2 separate regions of the Delphinus delphis genome follow, and region 1 is linked to region 2. The links are chromatin contacts, called in public Hi-C maps. All regions are on one chromosome and are shown on one strand. The core of a region is the stretch at or near the end of the contact, and the rest is flanking DNA. Distances in the headings are between cores, read along the strand shown.

Evidence for each region. A called contact is a pair of places that touch in the nucleus more often than the background predicts.
Region 1: a contact with region 2 is called in a Hi-C map of lung, with 10 times the contacts expected there. The contact joins the promoter of CLPTM1L here to the promoter of NDUFS6 in region 2. A contact is called at or near these places in 2 of 3 Hi-C or Micro-C datasets (lung and muscle).

What each region holds. Positions count from the first base shown.
Region 1 is chr3:172,080,536-172,084,709 of mDelDel1.2, forward strand. It overlaps CLPTM1L (CLPTM1 like), which reads left to right and starts at 1,389. Exons shown (of 17, transcript XR_009519031.1): 1 at 1,389-1,786; 2 at 2,174-2,274; 3 at 3,251-3,440.
Region 2 is chr3:171,792,056-171,796,012 of mDelDel1.2, forward strand. NDUFS6 (NADH:ubiquinone oxidoreductase subunit S6) reads right to left here and starts at 1,796. Exons shown (of 4, transcript XM_060009692.1): 1 at 1,631-1,796; 2 at 672-725. The coding sequence starts at 1,762. It overlaps MRPL36 (mitochondrial ribosomal protein L36), which reads left to right and starts at 931. Exons shown (of 2, transcript XM_060009690.2): 1 at 931-1,302; 2 at 3,830-3,957. The coding sequence starts at 1,133.

The DNA of each region.
Region 1 (4,174 bases), core at 139-2,638, 290 kb after region 2:
TGATTGTGAGACAGAAGGAAAAGAGAAGTGGATGTGAATGCGAATGAGGATGGCGCATTCTCCATCACAGAGGGCCGGCCACTGGGCATGGGAGGCTCCAATGAATCAAAGGTCCTGATTCCACGGACTCTTTAATGCAAACAGGAAGAGCACGTGCCCTTCCAGGGGCCAACTGGGCAGCTTTCAACAGCCTGGACAGGGGGAATGAGTTCCCTCACTCCCTGGAGCCCCAGCTGAGCTCTCCCTCTAGCGGGCGGGGGGGCTGGCCCTAAGGGGAGCTACTGAGGATCCGGTCCAGCCCTCAGCAGCCTCGGCTCCTGGGAGGCACTGGAGGGTGATTTAAAAGAAAAAAAGAAAAAAGAAAAAAAAACTGTTCACGTATTGAGATATAGGGAAGTCGTTCTGGCTTATATATGAATTAACTTGAATTTGATGCTAACTAAAATAGCCTGTTTGTGGCCTATGAGACATACATTGTACATCTGCTTTAATTATTAGAAAAAAAGGACACATTGACCAGAAGTAAAGAATGTCCATGTTAAAAAAAAAAGATTAAATGGCGCTCTTCCTGGGACGCCAATGCTGGTCCTCCTTTGATAAGAAGCCCTTCCCAGGCGCCAAGGCCATACTGATTCGCTGTTTACGTGCTGATCTGTTCTCTTTATTAAAACCTTGAAGAAATGTTATCTGACTTGTTTAATGTTCTTTGTTCTGACGAAATATAAAACTGTGCCGAAAATCATGCTTATCCGGAGCAGTTTCTCGGGGAAACCTGGTAAGCGGGCTTCTGGGCTAGTCCTCAGCTTGGCTCAAATAAAACTCTTTTCTATTGTTATAGATTGTTTATCGATTACTTTCGTTGACAAGGGCCTCGGCCCTTCATTTAGAAATGCTGTGTTTTTCTTCAAAGGCGCCCCTCTGGGGGTTCATATTTAAAGACGACGGAAATCAACACGAAAGGGTCGCTGACTTTAGTGAGTCTATTTCTTTTCTCTTCCATTTTTCACGTTGACATAACGCCAGACTCAGAAAGGCTGAGAACAGCGCACACCCCCGCCGCGTCTCAGGCCCGGCTCCTCCGCGTTCACACGCCGCCCCGCCGTTTGGCCCGGGTGCGAGGGTCCCTCCCGCTTCTCCGGTGGTGGCGGCGTTGGAGAGTCCTGCGCCCCGGCCCTCCCGACGCCCCCGCCCCATAGGTGCCCTGGGACCCGCCGAATTGCCAGCGCCCGGACCCCGCGGGGTACGCCGGGAGGACGGCGCAGGCGGGTGACGATAGCGTCGCGCCACTCACGCAGGCGTGCGCGCGTGCGCGGCGGCGGCAGGACTACGCTTCCCAGGGGGCCGCGCGGCGCGCCCACTTCCGGCGGGCGGCGCGGGCCCGGAAGCGGCGCACCGGCGAATCCCGCAGCGACAGGTCGGCGGCGGCGGCGGCGGCGGGAGCATGCGGGGCGGCTGGCGGCCCGCGGCGCGCAGCGCGTTCTTTCCCCGGCGGTGGCGGCGGCGCGCAGCGGCTCTCGCGTGAGCGGCGGCGGCCGGAGCGGCCGGCAGGGCGCCGGAAGGGCGGGCGGCGGGGCCCGCGGCTGCGAGGCGGGCCGGGCCGGGCGGCGGCGGCGGCGGCGGCGCCATGTGGAGCGGCCGCAGCTCCTTCACCAGCCTGGTCGTGGGCGTGTTCGTGGTGTACGTGGTGCACACCTGCTGGGTCATGTATGGCATCGTCTACACCCGCCCGTGCGCCGGCGACGGCAACTGCATCCAGCCCTACCTGGCGCGGAGGCCCAAGCTGCAGGTGAGCGCCGGCCTTCGCACCTGACCTCTGATCTCGGGCTGGGCGGGGCCGGGCCCTTCGCACCTGAACCTGACCGGGTCTGGGCAGAGTTCTCTCCTCCCCGCCCCCGAATCGTAAAGCTCCTGACCCCGCACGCTGGCCCCCGTGACCCTCTTCACCCCATCACATGGCGTCCAGAGTCCCTGTACCCCTGCCCCGTTCATCAGGCAGCCACACACTTTAGCAGGTTGTTCCTTTGCAGCAGGCGCGTCCCGGAACGTCCTGTCACCGGGCGGAGTTGTGTCCCTTGCGGAGTTAAGATGCACCTTTCCCTGTGTGGCTGGTCAGGTCTCTGTGTGCTTTCTGCCAGGGGCCTTGCCCAGCTGACTTTCTTGACGTCCTTTCCAGCTCAGCGTGTACACCGCCACACGGTCCAACCTGGGTGCCGAGAACAACGTGGACCTGGTCTTGAACGTGGAGGACTTTGACGTGGAGTCCAAATTTGAAAGGTATGGTTGTGGACAGGGTGACAGGCAGGCATCATTGACGTTGAGATTGTTGACAGGTCAGCGTTCTGCACGTGAGGAGGGTACCACGGAGAAGCAGCGGCACCAGCCATCTCGTGCACGGTAGAACGTTTTCATTGCAGGTGTGTGTGATACGCACACAAGCAAACTTTTTCACTTGAAAGTAGCAGACGCCGAGTTTGTCCTTTAGGAAGTAGCTTACCCAGCGTCTGACAGCTGTGGGATACGGTGCGGCCCTGGGGAGCTTCCAGAGGAGTGGGGATTATGGTGGGGACTACGTGGGGAACAGAGCTTACACACGCAGTTTCCCACAGAGAACAACTTGCGTTTTCCTGGCAGAAGTGGTTCAGTTATGTCGTCTAGAAGGGAAAAGGGAAGGGGACGGAGGAAAGAATTTAGCAGAAAATCGTAATTAAGTGAAATGTAACTTTGCAACAGAGCAAGCAATATAAACGTTGACGTCTGTAGAGTGGCTTTTTGAAGCTGTATTTAAGCTATGGTTTTAGTTTCTTAAATTCTAGCAAGTTTAATTTTAAAGATCATGTGTTTGTCACAAGTTCTCCTCTTCCCTCTTGGCTGTCTGGGAGGCGTCAGAGTGAGCACCGGGGTGCGTGGTGTCTTGCGGGATACACATCCTCTTGCCGCTGCGGGGGCGGGGCAGGGGGCGGGGCACACACGTTTGGTGTTGGCCCCCTTAGCCTGTGACCTCAGCGCCCGGAATGCAGGCCTTTCAGCTTTTGGGCAGCTGCCGTGCTTGCAGGGCGTGTTCCATAAATGTGCGCACTCAGGACTTCAGGAACATCCAGGTCGCTGGGTTCCGTTTTTAGTATTTCTCAGCTAAAATTAGTTGGTCTGGGTTTGAAACAACATTTTTTGTAGAAATATTTGCATAGTCTCCACTCTGTGCACACACAACGTAATGTGTACGTGATTGAAATCATCATTTGTTTTGTTGCAGGACAGTCAATGTTTCTGTTCCAAAGAAAACCAGGAACAACGGGACGCTGTATGCCTACATCTTTGTCCATCACGCCGGCGTCCTGCCCTGGCACGACGGGAAGCAGGTGCACCTGGTGAGCCCGCTGACCACCTACATGGTCCCCAAACCGGAAGAGGTGAACCTGCTCACTGGGGAATCTGCCACGCAGGTGAGCGGAGCCGGCTGAAGGAAACCTGCTGAGCCCCTTGTAGTTCACACACACGTGTGTGCGCGTACGGTTTGCGTCTGGCGCTGGGCTGACTGCTGGGAAGTGAGGCGATCAGATGTTACGGGCACATACGTTTTCAGCTCAGTAACTTCTCATGGGTTTGCAGATAAGTTTATGTCGAATTAGTGACGTGCAGTTTAAGTAGTTCAGTGATTTTTGTTTTTTATTTTTTCTGGCTGTGCCGTGTGGCATGCGGGATCTTAGTTCCCCAGCCAGGGGTCGAACCCGTGCCCCTTGTAGTGGAAGCGTGGAGTCTTAACCACTGGATCGCCAGGGAAGCCTGTTCAGTGACTTTCTTTACCCAGATGCCTTCTCAGGCCACAGGACCTCTCAGCCCCCAGAGAGCGTGTGTGCACCCCAATGGGTCCAGGGCAGCCCCTTCTGCAGAGCTCAGCTGCAGTCAGAACTTAGAGTTGGGAGACACTGCACTGTGTGTAGGACAGGACAACGCTTGAATATTTATTCTAAGGATGTAACTCAAAATTATGAAAAAGGTGTGTGTGCAAATTGTATCTTGTACACCCATAGAAAGCTGTACATACAGGGAAAGACTGGAGATCACATACGCGGTCATTACCGCAGTGGAGGGTGGGACGGAGCGATCCTGGTATTCGGGTCCGCGTTGAATGCAAGGGAAGTCATCCACGCCAGGGGCAGCAGCTTTCCAGGATGTG
Region 2 (3,957 bases), core at 546-3,045:
GTTGCACTGGTGTTTCAGACCCACTCAGGGAAGACCCACCCATGTGCTGTCTTCAAAAGTCCCTGAAAGGGCTTCCCTGGTGGCGCAGTGGTTTAGAGTCCACCTGCCGATGCAGGGGACACGGGTTCGTGCCCCGGTCCGGGAAGATCCCACATGCCGCGGAGCGGCTGGGCCCGTGAGCCATGGCCGCTGAGCTTGCGCGTCCGGAGCCTGTGCTCCGCAACGGGAGAGGCCACAGCAGTGAGAGGCCCGAGTACCGCAAAAAAAAAAAAAAAAAGTCCCTGAAAGAACCAGCCTAATCTATACGCTGTGAACCACAGAAAACATACTCCAAAAAGCGACTGAAAGAGTAATTTTAAAACATTGATGTGACTCTGCTTTAACCTGAGAGTCTGGCAAGTATAAGGCACAGAAGTGAAAGAAAAGGTCACGCCCATTTACACGTAAGCTAAAACTATACTCACGAGATGTCGTGTTACATGTCTCAGGGGGAAAAAGCAAAACAGAACTAGACATGTTTAACACGCAGAAGAAATGGAGAATTCCAGAGATTCTAGAGTGCTCACAATCTGGGGAGAATTTACTTAAATTTTACAGATTAGTATTTATTTCTTCTCCGTTATAAAAAGTTTTAGAAAGCTCACCTCTCTTTTGCTAGACCTTTCACTCACCTCTTTCTGACGACCTACAAATCGAACTTTCCTGTAGTCTTTATCGCCATAAACCTGAAAAGAAAAAGACGGTATGTGATTTTTTACGGCCCGATGCTGTATCTTACACCAATCATAAACGCTTCAGGAAAAGTGTTTTCTTAACGTTCAGGCCATTCACGATCACACACACCGCGAGTCCGTGTAGTTGCGCACCCAGGGGCGTTTTTCAGCAGGATTCCTAACGGGACATCAGGCAGGAGTCTGAACTGGAAGTAGCAAAAGGTAGGGAAGGAGCAGAGGAGCGCAGTCCTGGCGGAGGGGGACACCCGCCTTCGACCTCGGAGGCCCCGGAGCTCCCCTCCTCTCTGAACCTGCTCCGTGGCCTTTTCTAACAACACAGGTACTCACTCCCTCATCTTTGGGCTGCGGATCACAGCCTAACGCCGTGTTTGTATTTCAGTAACTCGAGAGTTACTACAATGTGGTATTCAACATTACACAAACACGAGGAGATCGGACGCACAGAACTGGTCATTGCTGACTCCACCGGAGGGCTCCCCACAGTAACCAAGGGGCTACCCCGGGATAACAGTCTTGGATCCGAGTTCGCTGCGAGGATGAGACCACAGTGGCTGCAGACAGCCCCTCGGTACCCCTGCGGGTAGTGGGCCCGGGGCCCCGGACGGAGGGGGAGACCGAGGACGGCACCGCAGGCGCTGGGTCTGGGGCGTCAGGGGGACTGGGGGACTGGACTGCGGGTGCGGGGCTCGGGGCCCCGAGGGACTGGACCGTGGGACCCGGGTGCTGGGCCGGGGGAAGAGGAGGGACCGGGGTGCTGGGCGACTGGACCACGGGCACTGAGCTTGGGGCACAGGGGGCAGCGGGGCGCTGGGCCCCGGGGACACGGGGGCCGAGCCGGGGCTCCGCCCACCTGGGCGCCCCGAGGGGGAGGGCGCTCTCCGCGCCGCAGGCGTTACCTGGCCGGTGTGCGTGACCTTCTCCCCGGTCGGCGAGGTCTGCACCCCGAAGCACCTGGCGGCCCCGGGCAGGCTCCGCGCCGCCGCGCCCCCCCTGCCCAGCAACCTGAGGAAGGTCACCGCCGCCGCCATCTTTCAGGCTGACCTTCGACTCCGCGCACCGACGCGCCGAGCGCCGACGCATGCGCACGGCGTCCGCGCCCCCCCCCCCCCCCACACACAACCTCGGCCCGGATTTACCTCGCCCGGTGAGGCGCGCACGCGCGGTGCGGTCAGGCAGGTGCGGCCGGCTGGTGCAGCGGCGGGCGGGGGCTCAGCCCGGATAAGGGGGGACGCTCCGCGCAACCTTAGCACTTAGTGATGCTCCACTTACAAGGGGCAGGGCAGGGGAGGATGGAAACGGAAGATGCAGTGCTTACCTTCGATGGTTACGGATAATCATGGGGAGTTACATGTTGAATGTTGTGAATGTTGGAGATGAGTCCTTGCTTAGAGGAAACTGGAAGTACATCATGTTGGACAGAGCGCATTTCTTTGTGGTTCTGGGGTTTCTGCAGCAGAGCCCAATGAAACTGCCAGTAAAGCGCAGCCGATGGCATCCCTCATGCAGGTTAGCCCCGAAAGGCCCGCTGCTCTGGAGCACACCTCGCGGTCCCGGCCCTGCTTCTCTCCTGCCCCTCATGGCGTCCTCCAAACGGCCTGTGCAGAGACCCGTCGGGATGGTCAGCTCACGGCCAGCCCCCGATGGGCGAGGGCGGTGGGCACAGGGAGCAGTCCCAGAGCTGGGGTGGAGTCGCGCATCCCACTGCCCAGGAGCTGAGGGCACCCACAGCCTGGACTCCAGGGCGGTGTGGCGATGAGAGGCGACAGTGCCCAGAATACCTCCCGGATCGGAAAGGTGTCCACGGACGCATGCTCAGAGGCAGGCCCGAGCTCACCTGGGCAGGGGCCACAGCTTGCAGCCGGGTCAGGGGTGCGCGTGCGGTGCCAGGGCGGCGCGCAGGTGCACCCCGTGTGCAGCTCACCTTCGTGTGCGTGGAAAGTAGTTGTGTCCACGCAGACACAGCCTGGAAAGACATGCGTGGCGATTTCACTGTGGAATCTGGGCAGTGGGTACGTACGTGGGTGTTCGCCATCAGTGTCTTTTAACTTTTCTCTGTGTTTGAAAGTATGTTGGAGGAAATAAATTTAACTGCAGTCAGTTAGAACCAGGGCCTATTTCCATGCGTTCCCCTGAGCCTCGCCACATTTCTCCCAGGATGTCCACTTAATACAAACATGAGGTTTTTCTAGATTTTGTTTTGACATTGATATTTATCAGCTTTTTAAAAAGTCTACTTGGTTGTGACTTCTTTTTCATTCAAAATACCTACTTTTGTTCCCATTTTTCATCCCTCCCCCGCCCCCGGGAGCGCCCCCCAAACCTTAGCCGCCCGGTGGCCCACAGGGCTGGGGGAGTCCCGGGAGGAGGGCGCAGGGTCCCGGGAGTGGGGGGCGGGCTGGGTATGCAGGGGACCGGGGAGGGGAAAGGCAAGCAGCCGGGGAGGAACCCGGCGCTCCGCGACTCCCGCACCCCCGTGGCTCCGCCTCTGCGCCCAGCCCCGAGGGGACCGCCACGTGACCCTGCTGCCATCTTCCTTCCTGGCGGACACTCCGGACGACGGCATCTCCGCCCCACTGCGCAGGCGCTGCCGAGGGCGCAGGCGCAGGGGCTGGCGAGGCGGGCTGCGGGCGGGCCCGGACTCACTCTTTGCAGGTAGGGGTCGTGGGGTGTTCCGGGGGTCCCGAGGGGCAGGGGAGGCGGCGGGAGTTCCGGGCTCAGGAAGGGCGCGTTCCGGGGACCCCTGGCCTCGGCTTGCCCGGGTGGGACGCGGGCGGAGGTCACTGCGGTGGGAAGCGGCCGCACGGGTGATCCCTTCTAGCCGGGCACCGTTCCGGACCTCGTGCCCTCTGCTCCAGCCCGCGGCCCGGCCGCCACGGGGTCACGTGGACGCGGGCCTCGTCTGGCCCCGGCGGCCGGGTGGGGGTCTCGGCGCCGGGCGGAGACACGGTGCCGCTCGCCGCTCTCGTGCCCTCCCGGGGGTCGCGCAGATTCCCGGACCCGCGGCCTGTGTCCCGAGGGCAGGGACGTGGGGAAGGAGGTTTTCTCGGGGGCAGGAGCCACCGGCAGCTGTGACAACTTTTCCTCTTTCTCCCTAGATCCAGCCGCGACATGGCCACCGCTCTCCTAAGGAAAGTGGTTTCCGCCGTGGGCCCCCTGCTGCACCTGGGTGGCCTCCCGCTCTCCTCTCTCGCGCCGTGCCACCCGCGCGCCTGCCGTCAGGTCG